Regions from separate parts of the Mus musculus genome. Here region 1 is linked to region 2. Evidence: chromatin contacts called from public HiChIP or PLAC-seq data. All regions are on one chromosome and are shown on one strand. Each heading gives the region's core, a stretch centred on a gene start, on an enhancer-like site or on the middle of the called end of the contact. The rest is flanking DNA. Distances are from core to core; before and after follow the strand shown. Region 1 overlaps Ccz1 (CCZ1 vacuolar protein trafficking and biogenesis associated). Region 2 has its middle 33 kb from the start of Pms2.

Region 1 (4,324 bases), core at 1,739-4,238, 46 kb after region 2:
CTTGCACACCTGCACACACATCTGCATAAACACAGATCCATGGACATAGAACACACAAATGGCAAAGGAGTGGAGACCCCTTAAAGAAGTCTTACACATGTGAGTTTGCATATTAGCTCTGCAAGGCTGACAGAACCCCAAGGAGGACTACCATCTCGACCAGAGAAACAAAGCCACCTGAAATTAGCAACACAACGGAACAGCTCAACCAGAAGTTTGAATTAATGCACAGACTCCGGAGCCAGAACGCAAGGAAGGATAAACGCTGACGGAGACAAACACATGGGATTCCAAGCAACACACCCCAGACAACCATGATCTGGAATGCGACCCCAAACTCTTCAAGGAACAAAAGCTCAGTATGGTGGGAAACTGAGAACCAGTTTTAAGTTATGCACAGGCAGGAAAAAAATAATGGAAATGAATGATTCAGAACGGAGGAGCAAGGAAAGCAATACAAACGGATGAGGCTGCTCCCTCACCTCTAACACAGTAGGTATGGAGGTCGGAACAGGCAGACTGCAGAGGGCTGCTTTCCGGGCTGGGGAAATACTGTGTCTCAGATCACTCAACTCATTTTCTCCCAGACCCTGGACTCTCTGGGTCAGCAGAACAGGGCTGAGTAAAATTCAGTTCTATTTCATCTCAGTTGTGAAGGGATACAGGGTGACGTGGCTCTCGGGAGGCCTCATGACCAAGAGGAACAATGTCTAGTTAGACAGCTTGGGGTGTGTAATGAAACATCGGGGATGTACTCAAAGCGAATCGAATCTAGTGACTGTATCTGTGCCTCGCTGTCCTTCTCTTGTCAACAGGGAGACCCCAAGCTGTCAAGATACTGTCTGTTAGTGTTTGGGTTGTCTTAGGGTTTATTGCTGTCAAGAGACACCATGACCACAGCAACTCTTATAAAGGCAAACATTTAGTTGGGGCTGGCTTACCGTTCAGAGGTTCAGTCCATTATCATCAAGGTGGAAAGCATGGCAGTATCCAGGCAGGCCTGGCACAGGAGGAGCTGAGACTTCTACATTGTGATATGAAGGCAGCCAGGATGAGGCTCTTCCACAGGCAGCCAGGAGGAAGGTCTGTATCACACAGGCCAGACCTGGGCATTCAAAGAGACCTCAAAGCCCCACCTCCACAGTGACACCCCCCCCCCCTTACAAAACCTCACCTCCTAATAGTGCCACTTCCCACTGGCCAAGCTTATTTAAACTACATCTTAATTGTATGTATGTGTGTGTGCACGTGTGTACACCTGAGTCCAGGTGCCCGGGGAGAACAAAAGGAGCATCAGACCCCGAGAGCAGTGGCTCTCAACCTGCTACAGGGTCAGGACCCCTTCAGGGTGGACCCAGCCTTCCTCAGGGGCTGCATATCAGATATTTACAGTATGGTTCATGTAACAGTAGCAATAAAATCCTGCTCTGGCTGGGGGTGAGCACAGTATCCCGGCATTAGGCAGCTGGAGAACCACTGCCTTAGAACCTGGCCTGGGCTACAGGAGACTGTGAGTAGCCTGACGAAGGCGGTGAGAACTGGATCCAAGTCCTCTGAGCCTGGCCTGGCCTGGCCCCTGACCTGGAGTTATGAGCCCTACTGGCCAGTGCAGTCAAAACAGCCAGCAACACAGGACTCAACAGGAAACCAGTATTTTTAAAAACTTTAACAATTTATTAGTCTTATTTCCCAGTAAAATACCCATACAATGTCAGCAGAATGGAATGGTATTCAGCTGACTACATTTAATTAATTTCACATAAATATTTAACATCTAGAAACCTCAGGGAATCATCAGACCAAGTAGAAATGTGGTTTTCCAAGCAGGTATTGCTTTACTGTGTCCCTAACCCAGTCACTAGCATGACCAGTAAGTTGTAATGGTAAACACAAAGGTTGTTGAGGTTTTTAAAGATGTTCTGCTGAGCCAGTGGAGTCAATCCAAGAAGAAGATGTTGTTGAACTGCGTGGCACACAGTTTCTTCACCTCTTCTGCAGAAAGAACAGAAAACAGTGTGTCAAGGAGCATAGCTTCTGCCCTTGAGGGCTGCATGCTATGATCAGTGCCTTCAGTTCTATGGGGATAAAGGTAGGAAATAAGTAAATGTCTGCATTAATTTTGACTTTCTCTTAAGAAGAGGACGCAGTAATAACCAACAGAGAAGGCAGTCAGAGAAACAGCTCACAAACTCCTGAGACCTCCATGTTTCCCAACACACTAGGGTACCACTGTTTTGGTTCTAAAAGAACTGGTTTGCGGAGAGCCTGAGATCCTCGTGGGTCAGCACTAGAAGTGCAATGCTCCTGAGAAGCTGACGGGATGGATGTACAAAAACCCTGGCCACAGTCTTGAGATGTCGATCAAGGGTTTTCCAGAGATAATCACCTTGGATTAGTTGATCCATCAAATCCACCTATTTTAATTTCTGTGGTGCTAAGTAGAGAGCCCAGGGCCTTGAGTATGCCAGGCAAATGCTATACCACTGAGCTCCATGCCCACCCCTTTAAACTCCCATTTTATCTCTGCATGCACCCAAATACTAATGCAAATGAAGACCTGAAATGTCCTAATGCTGGGCACAGTGAGGCTGCCTGTAATCACAACGTTAGGAAACCGTGGGACAATGGCTGTAAGTTCAAGGTTGGACTGGCCTACATAGCAACTTTCAGGCCAGCCAGATGGAAGCTCTTGTCTCAAAAACACAAAACAAAAGCCCAAAACAAACCAACAAAAGAACAGATGTTAAGATCCTCTATGTCACTTATGATGAGCTTGGTAGGATTTGTCCCCTGCCTGCCGTTAGTGTCATGCCACAGAGAGCAGTGGCGAAGCCCAATCCCATGAGGACAATGCGATCTTTTCTCCAGGACAACATTCATTAAGACCCATAAAGCAGCTGCTAGATCACACTGTCCAGAAAGGAGACCAACCCCGCCCTGATGGGAAGGCAGAAAAAAACTGCATTCTTCTGCCCATGTGCAGATGGTGACAGCTGGAAGTGCCCTGTGAACCTGGCAGCCTGGAGGGTTCTCATCACAGGATCTATAAAAGGACATTTGTACAGTGGGCAGCTATAAAAGGACATTTGTACAGTGGGCAGCTATAAAAGGACATTTGTACAGTGGGCAGCCATGCCTTGTTTGCTGATTTTTCTTTTTGTAGCACTTTAGAAAACACTTTTCTTTTAGGCACTGTTAAGTTTCCCACCCCACAGGAGAAATAAAAGCATTTAATGGGGGACTGGAGACACAGCTCAGTGGCTAGGAGCACCTGCTATTCTTACAGAAGACCCCATTTGGTTCTCGGCACCCACAGGACAGCCTACAACTGTCAGTAACTGCAGCTCCTTCTGGCTTCCTCAGGGACCAGGCACAAGTGGGTGGGACACAGACATAAATGCTGGTAAAATACCCATATGCATGAAATAAAGTTTTCTTTAAACCCGAAATACACAGAATAGAAGCATCTGCTTGGATCTTAGGAGTTGTGTTCTGGTTTCTGTTTGCACTGGAGGCTGAGTTAGGCCCTCACTCATGCTCGGCGGGTGTAGCAGTGGGCTACATCCCTCACAGACCCCTGACACCCATCTCATTTCCCCCCCACCATTTATTCAAGGTAGAGACTCCATTAATAGCCCAGGCAGACTTTGAAGTTCTCATCCTCTTGCCTCTTGAAAAGCTGGGATCCAAGGCCAGGAGCTTCTGTTTGTTTGATTTCTGGGGCAGTTATGAGCTGCCCCATGTGTAGACCAAACTTGAGTCCCTGTAAGAGCAGCAGAGACCCTGAGCCTCTGGAGCTGTCTCTGCAGTCCCTGTTTTTTTGCTTTCTAATGTTTATTTTATGTGACTATCTTTTGTCAGCATGTATGTCTATCACCACGTGTGCCCGATGCTGTCAGAGGACAGACGAGGTATTGGATCCGTGAGAACGGGGCTACGGCTGCCTGCGGGCCACTGTGTGGGAGCTGGAACTAAGCCAACGTCTTAACCCGGAGCCACTGCTGCAGCTCACCAAGTTACTTCCCTTTTAAAGAACTTCCTATTTCCTTGTGTGTGCACGTGTGTGTATGGAGGGATACAGTATGCATGCATGAGGTCTGAGGACATTCTGTGTGTCACCAAGCTTGGCAGCACGCTCCTGTACCCACTAGGCCACTTCTCAGGCCATATTTACTTTTTTTTGAGATAGGGTCTCCTGTAGTCCAGGCTGAGTTCAAACTCACTCTGTAGCTGAGGATGGACGTAAACTCCTGATCCTCCTGCCTCAGCTGGAATTATAGGTATGACCACAATGTGCAGCTTCTATAGTTTCTTAACCCAGGGA
Region 2 (4,071 bases), core at 1,173-3,672:
AAAAAAAAATTTTTTGATGTGTTGTGAAGCATACACAACATTTGTTAATCTTTTTAAGTGGACAGTCTAGTGGTCTTAAACATCCCGTCACCCCTGACAGCCCAGAACTTTCTGACCATCATAAAATGAAGCTTGGCAGCCATGAAATGATAGCTCCCTGGCTTACCTGACAGTGATCCTGTGTAATGCTCAAAAATTGCTAGATGCAACTGTTCCATAATTGTTGGATTTTTTTAAGGGTTGTTTTCCCTTTACTTGTAGGCCACAATTAAGATATTCATTCATTCATTCATTCATTCATTCATGATTACCAGAAACATGTGCTTATGTAAAAAAATAAAATTTAAAGATTTCTAGGTCTTATGTGTATGTCCGTGTTCCATGTGTGTGCAGATGCCCATGGAGACCAGAAGGGGGTATTGGGTCCCCTGGAGCTGAAGTTCTCCACATGCTCATACATAGCTATACATGTGTGTATCTGTCTGCACACAGTTATGTGCATATGCGCGATGATGATTTCCAATAAGAGAAAACAAAGTGCGAGGCTCACAAATGTGCCGTGTCTAATGGTTGTGTTTGGTTTTACAGCGTAGGAAATGGGCCTTGTCCGTGCTAGTCAGGCGTCTCTCCCACTGAGCTTTCTTCTCAGCCCCAAATCTTGAAAGCTCGAAGTGAAAAATCAAAAGGGTTTGAATTCTTTTCGCCTGTAGTTCAGAGATTTTCCAGTGACTTCCTTAGGAGACTGACTGTGGTTATCAGGTCTAGGTTTTGGGGAAGTTGTAAACTCCTCCTTGGATCTTTTTTGGCTCAGAATGGCTCACTGTGTGTGTGTGTGTGGTGCAGGCTCAGAGTGGGCACCACACTGCGGCAGCTGCCGCCAGCCAGCCAGCACATTCCTGCAGGTAAAGGGGCGGGGCGGGCGGGTGGGCGGGGTTCCAGTCTAGGAGGGGAGCCACTGTCTAGATCCCCACTGTCCACGGCTCCCATCTGAGAGGTCACGATTATTTCTCTCCTAGGGTATGTTTTCAGAAGGACTGATGCATGGACAAGGCACTTACATTTGGGCTGACGGATTGAAGTACGAGGTAAAGTATTGTCGTGTGTAAGAGCTGTCAGGGATTAATTGTAGAATTAATCACAGGTCGGCGCTCTGCACTTTTTTTTTTTAAAGATTTATTTATGGGGCTGGAGAGATGTACAATGTACTCATATAAATAAAATTAAATAAAATAAACATTTTTTAAAAAGATTTATTTATTTATTGTATATAAGTGCACTGTAGCTGTCTTCAGACACACCAAAAGTGTGCGTCAGATCACATTGCAGATGGTGTGAGCCACCCATGTGGTTGCTGGGCTTTGAACTCAGTTAGTGCTCCTAACCACTGAACCATCTCTCCAGCCCCGCTCCCTGCACTATTTTTAAAGAATTCATTTTTATTTTTTAAAGTATGTGTGTGTGTGTGTGTGTGTGTGTGTGTGTGTGTGTGTGTCTCGTGTCTGTGTGTTGTTATGGCTGTTGACTTGAGGCGGTCTCAGAGGCTACAGGAAGATAACGGATACTCTAGAGCTGCAGTCACATACAATTGGGAGCTGCTGGTATGGATGCTGGAAACGGCACTCATGCTCTAACTGTTGAACCATCTTTCTAGCCCTCTAGATAGACAATTCTTATAAAAGTAAGTCAAGTTAGGTGTGGTAGCACACGCCTTTAATCCCAGTACTTGGGAGGCAGAGGCCAGGAGGTCTCTGTGAGTTTAAAGCCAGCCTGATCTACAGAACCAGTTTTAGGACAGCCAGGCTACATACTGAGACACTGTCTCAAAAAAACAATTTAAAAAGAAAGAAAGAAAGTTAGCATAGTTAGGATGATATCATGGAATCCCAGTACTTGGGAAGCTGAGGCAGGAGGACACCCTGAGTCTACATAATAAGATGCTACTTCTGAAAAAGAAAAAAACTCAATGCAAAGGGCAGTGTTAGCACAGGACCAAACCTGGAGAGAACAGGACGATGCAGAGGCCAACTTGTCACTCCATGTAGTAACGCGGTGACTGCATCAGGTGCCTGCGAATCCCTGGAGCTGGCTTTATGTGTAGCCCCGGAGGTGTCCTGTGTTTACACATCACACGGGTGGCGTTCAGTGGTGATCTGTGTATTCTCTGCGTGCATTGCACACAGATAGATGTATGTTAAATCCCTCATGCTTTATCTGAACACAGTTTCTCTATCTCTTTTATTCCTTTATTTTTTTTACTAACTAAGCCATCCCCATCCCCGCAGAGCCTCTCTTTTTCCTGGCTGCATGCATCCCATTATGGGGGTTTCACAAAAACCATCTGGGTTGCTGGGCTGAGGGGAAGTGAGTATTTTTAAACTGATTGTGAGAACAGATTTGTCCTCTGAGACTGTGCCAGTTTCAGCTCCCACTCTCAAAGCCTGTGAAGTCTGAAGTGCTGTTCTAGAAATCTCCGCTGCAGAGTTACTAATGCCATGGTGTCCATAAATGGTAAGAGACATTTAAGGCAAATACACGGAGCACGTGGATTCAGAGGGCAGCTGGGCAGCGGGCACGAGCTGCAGAGGTACAGGGATGGCGAGAGAGGGTTGATCCTCCACTGAGGGGGCCTGGGGATCCACCCTCAACAGTGTGTTAGGGCCCAGTTTTCTGAGAGAACTCCCTTTCCGTGCAACCCCCACCTTCCAGCCTGCTGCCAACATGGAAGGTTTCTGATCCCTGAGTGGTGGTTTTGCCAGGCAGGTCCTTCTGTGTCACTGTCTCTGGAAATCCTCTGGCGTATGGGGGCTGCGGGAGGATCCTTCTTGGCAAGCACAGAGCCCTCCACAATCAACCCATCTTAGAGAGTTCACGGGTGGGATCTTGGCTCTCGAAGCATCCTCAGGCACGTTGAGCCAAGTAGCACCAATATGCTCTGCTGAACTGGTGATCATCCTGTGTGTTTGGAGGCTTGGGACTGAGGCAGAGCACCAGCTTAGCATGTGGGGGAACCCTGGTTCATTACCCAGTGCCACTACCACCATTGCCAACGGGACCACTCTACCATCTTTGGGCCATGTCACCATGAGCTGCTCACAATGAAAGCGGCCTCAGCCAACACAGTGAGTTCTTTAGAAGTTGCCAATGAGGTAGGCCATTGACTGCAGAGTATTTTGATGGACCATGGGGAGACAGAAGGCTTTCTGTGAGTGATCAGTACCTGGCTGATCATTCAGACCTCTCCACGGTGGACCCTGAGAGGCTAAAGTTAAGGTCAGGATTGGCAGCCACCACATTGCCGGGTCACCTGCTTGCTTCTTGGAGCATGGTGTAAATGAAACCTTCCCAGTGTTTTATTCTGCGTGGACTTCCGTGCTGTGGAAGAACGAGGTGAGGGGATAGGAAACACAGGGACGAGGACATGACGTGCCGATCCCCCACACCCACAGAAAAGCCAGGTCAGTGTCAGAGTGGTCAAAGTTCCTTCATTGCCACCCCCTATCGTCCTCCTGGTCATTTTGCCCTAGGGGGACTTTGTGAAGAATATCCCCATGAACCACGGGGTGTACACATGGCCGGACGGCAGCACTTATGAAGGAGAGGTGACCAATGGCATGAGGAATGGATTTGGTATGTTCAAGTGTGGCACACAGCCTGTGTCCTACATCGGCCACTGGTGTCATGGCAAGAGACATGGGAAGGTAGGTGAAGATTATACCCATGAACAGTCCCATCTGTGTGAATGTATTTATGATATAAAATTAACCATTTACAACACTATACAACCATCATCATTATCCAACCTCTAAAATATTTTTAGCACACAAAATAAAACAAATATGCATTAGGAAGATACTCCATATCCCTAGCAATGATCAGGCTGCCCACTGTGTATGTGGATTTACATCCTAGATGTTGTGTCAGTCCGATATTTTGTCACTGTGACAAAAACCGCTTGCCTGGCATGGTGGCAAACACCTTTAATCCCAGCATTTGTGAAACAGAGGCAAGTGGATCTCTATGAGTTCAAGGCCAGCCTGGTCTATACAGAGAGTTCTAGGCCAGCCAAGGGAC

Evidence for each region. HiChIP or PLAC-seq counts read pairs in DNA pulled down with a chosen protein or histone mark.
Region 1: an H3K27ac HiChIP or PLAC-seq map of VIP interneurons shows a contact between it and region 2, with 2.3 times the contacts expected there. The contact joins two enhancer-like sites. A contact is called at or near these places in 7 of 39 promoter capture datasets (3T3-L1-derived adipocytes, HPC-7-derived erythroid cells, embryonic stem cells and 3 more), 9 of 15 datasets of contacts at CTCF or cohesin (CD8 T cells, the NIH/3T3 cell line, embryonic stem cells and 4 more), 62 of 484 Hi-C or Micro-C datasets (8-cell embryo, the AML12 cell line, B cells and 26 more), 7 of 115 datasets of contacts at active chromatin or transcription factors (VIP interneurons, embryonic stem cells, intestinal crypt epithelium and 1 more) and 4 of 9 other capture datasets (adipose tissue, embryonic stem cells, liver and 1 more).

The regions. Positions count from the first base shown.
Region 1 is chr5:143,986,258-143,990,581 of GRCm38.p6, forward strand. Ccz1 (CCZ1 vacuolar protein trafficking and biogenesis associated) reads right to left here. Exons shown (of 15, transcript NM_177682.3): 15 at 1,652-1,992. The coding sequence ends at 1,937. Among named protein-coding and RNA genes, the nearest start is that of Gm17135, 7.4 kb to the left of the region's middle. Within about 2 kb of position 2,989, at least 54 of the 459 cell types and tissues checked have an H3K27ac peak or open chromatin away from gene starts, as enhancers often do. A contact at or near this core is called in VIP interneurons, where this site is marked.
Region 2 is chr5:143,940,944-143,945,014 of GRCm38.p6, forward strand. It overlaps a transcript of Pms2 not described here. Among named protein-coding and RNA genes, the nearest start is that of Pms2, 33 kb to the left of the region's middle. Within about 2 kb of position 2,423, at least 24 of the 459 cell types and tissues checked have an H3K27ac peak or open chromatin away from gene starts, as enhancers often do. A contact at or near this core is called in VIP interneurons, where this site is marked.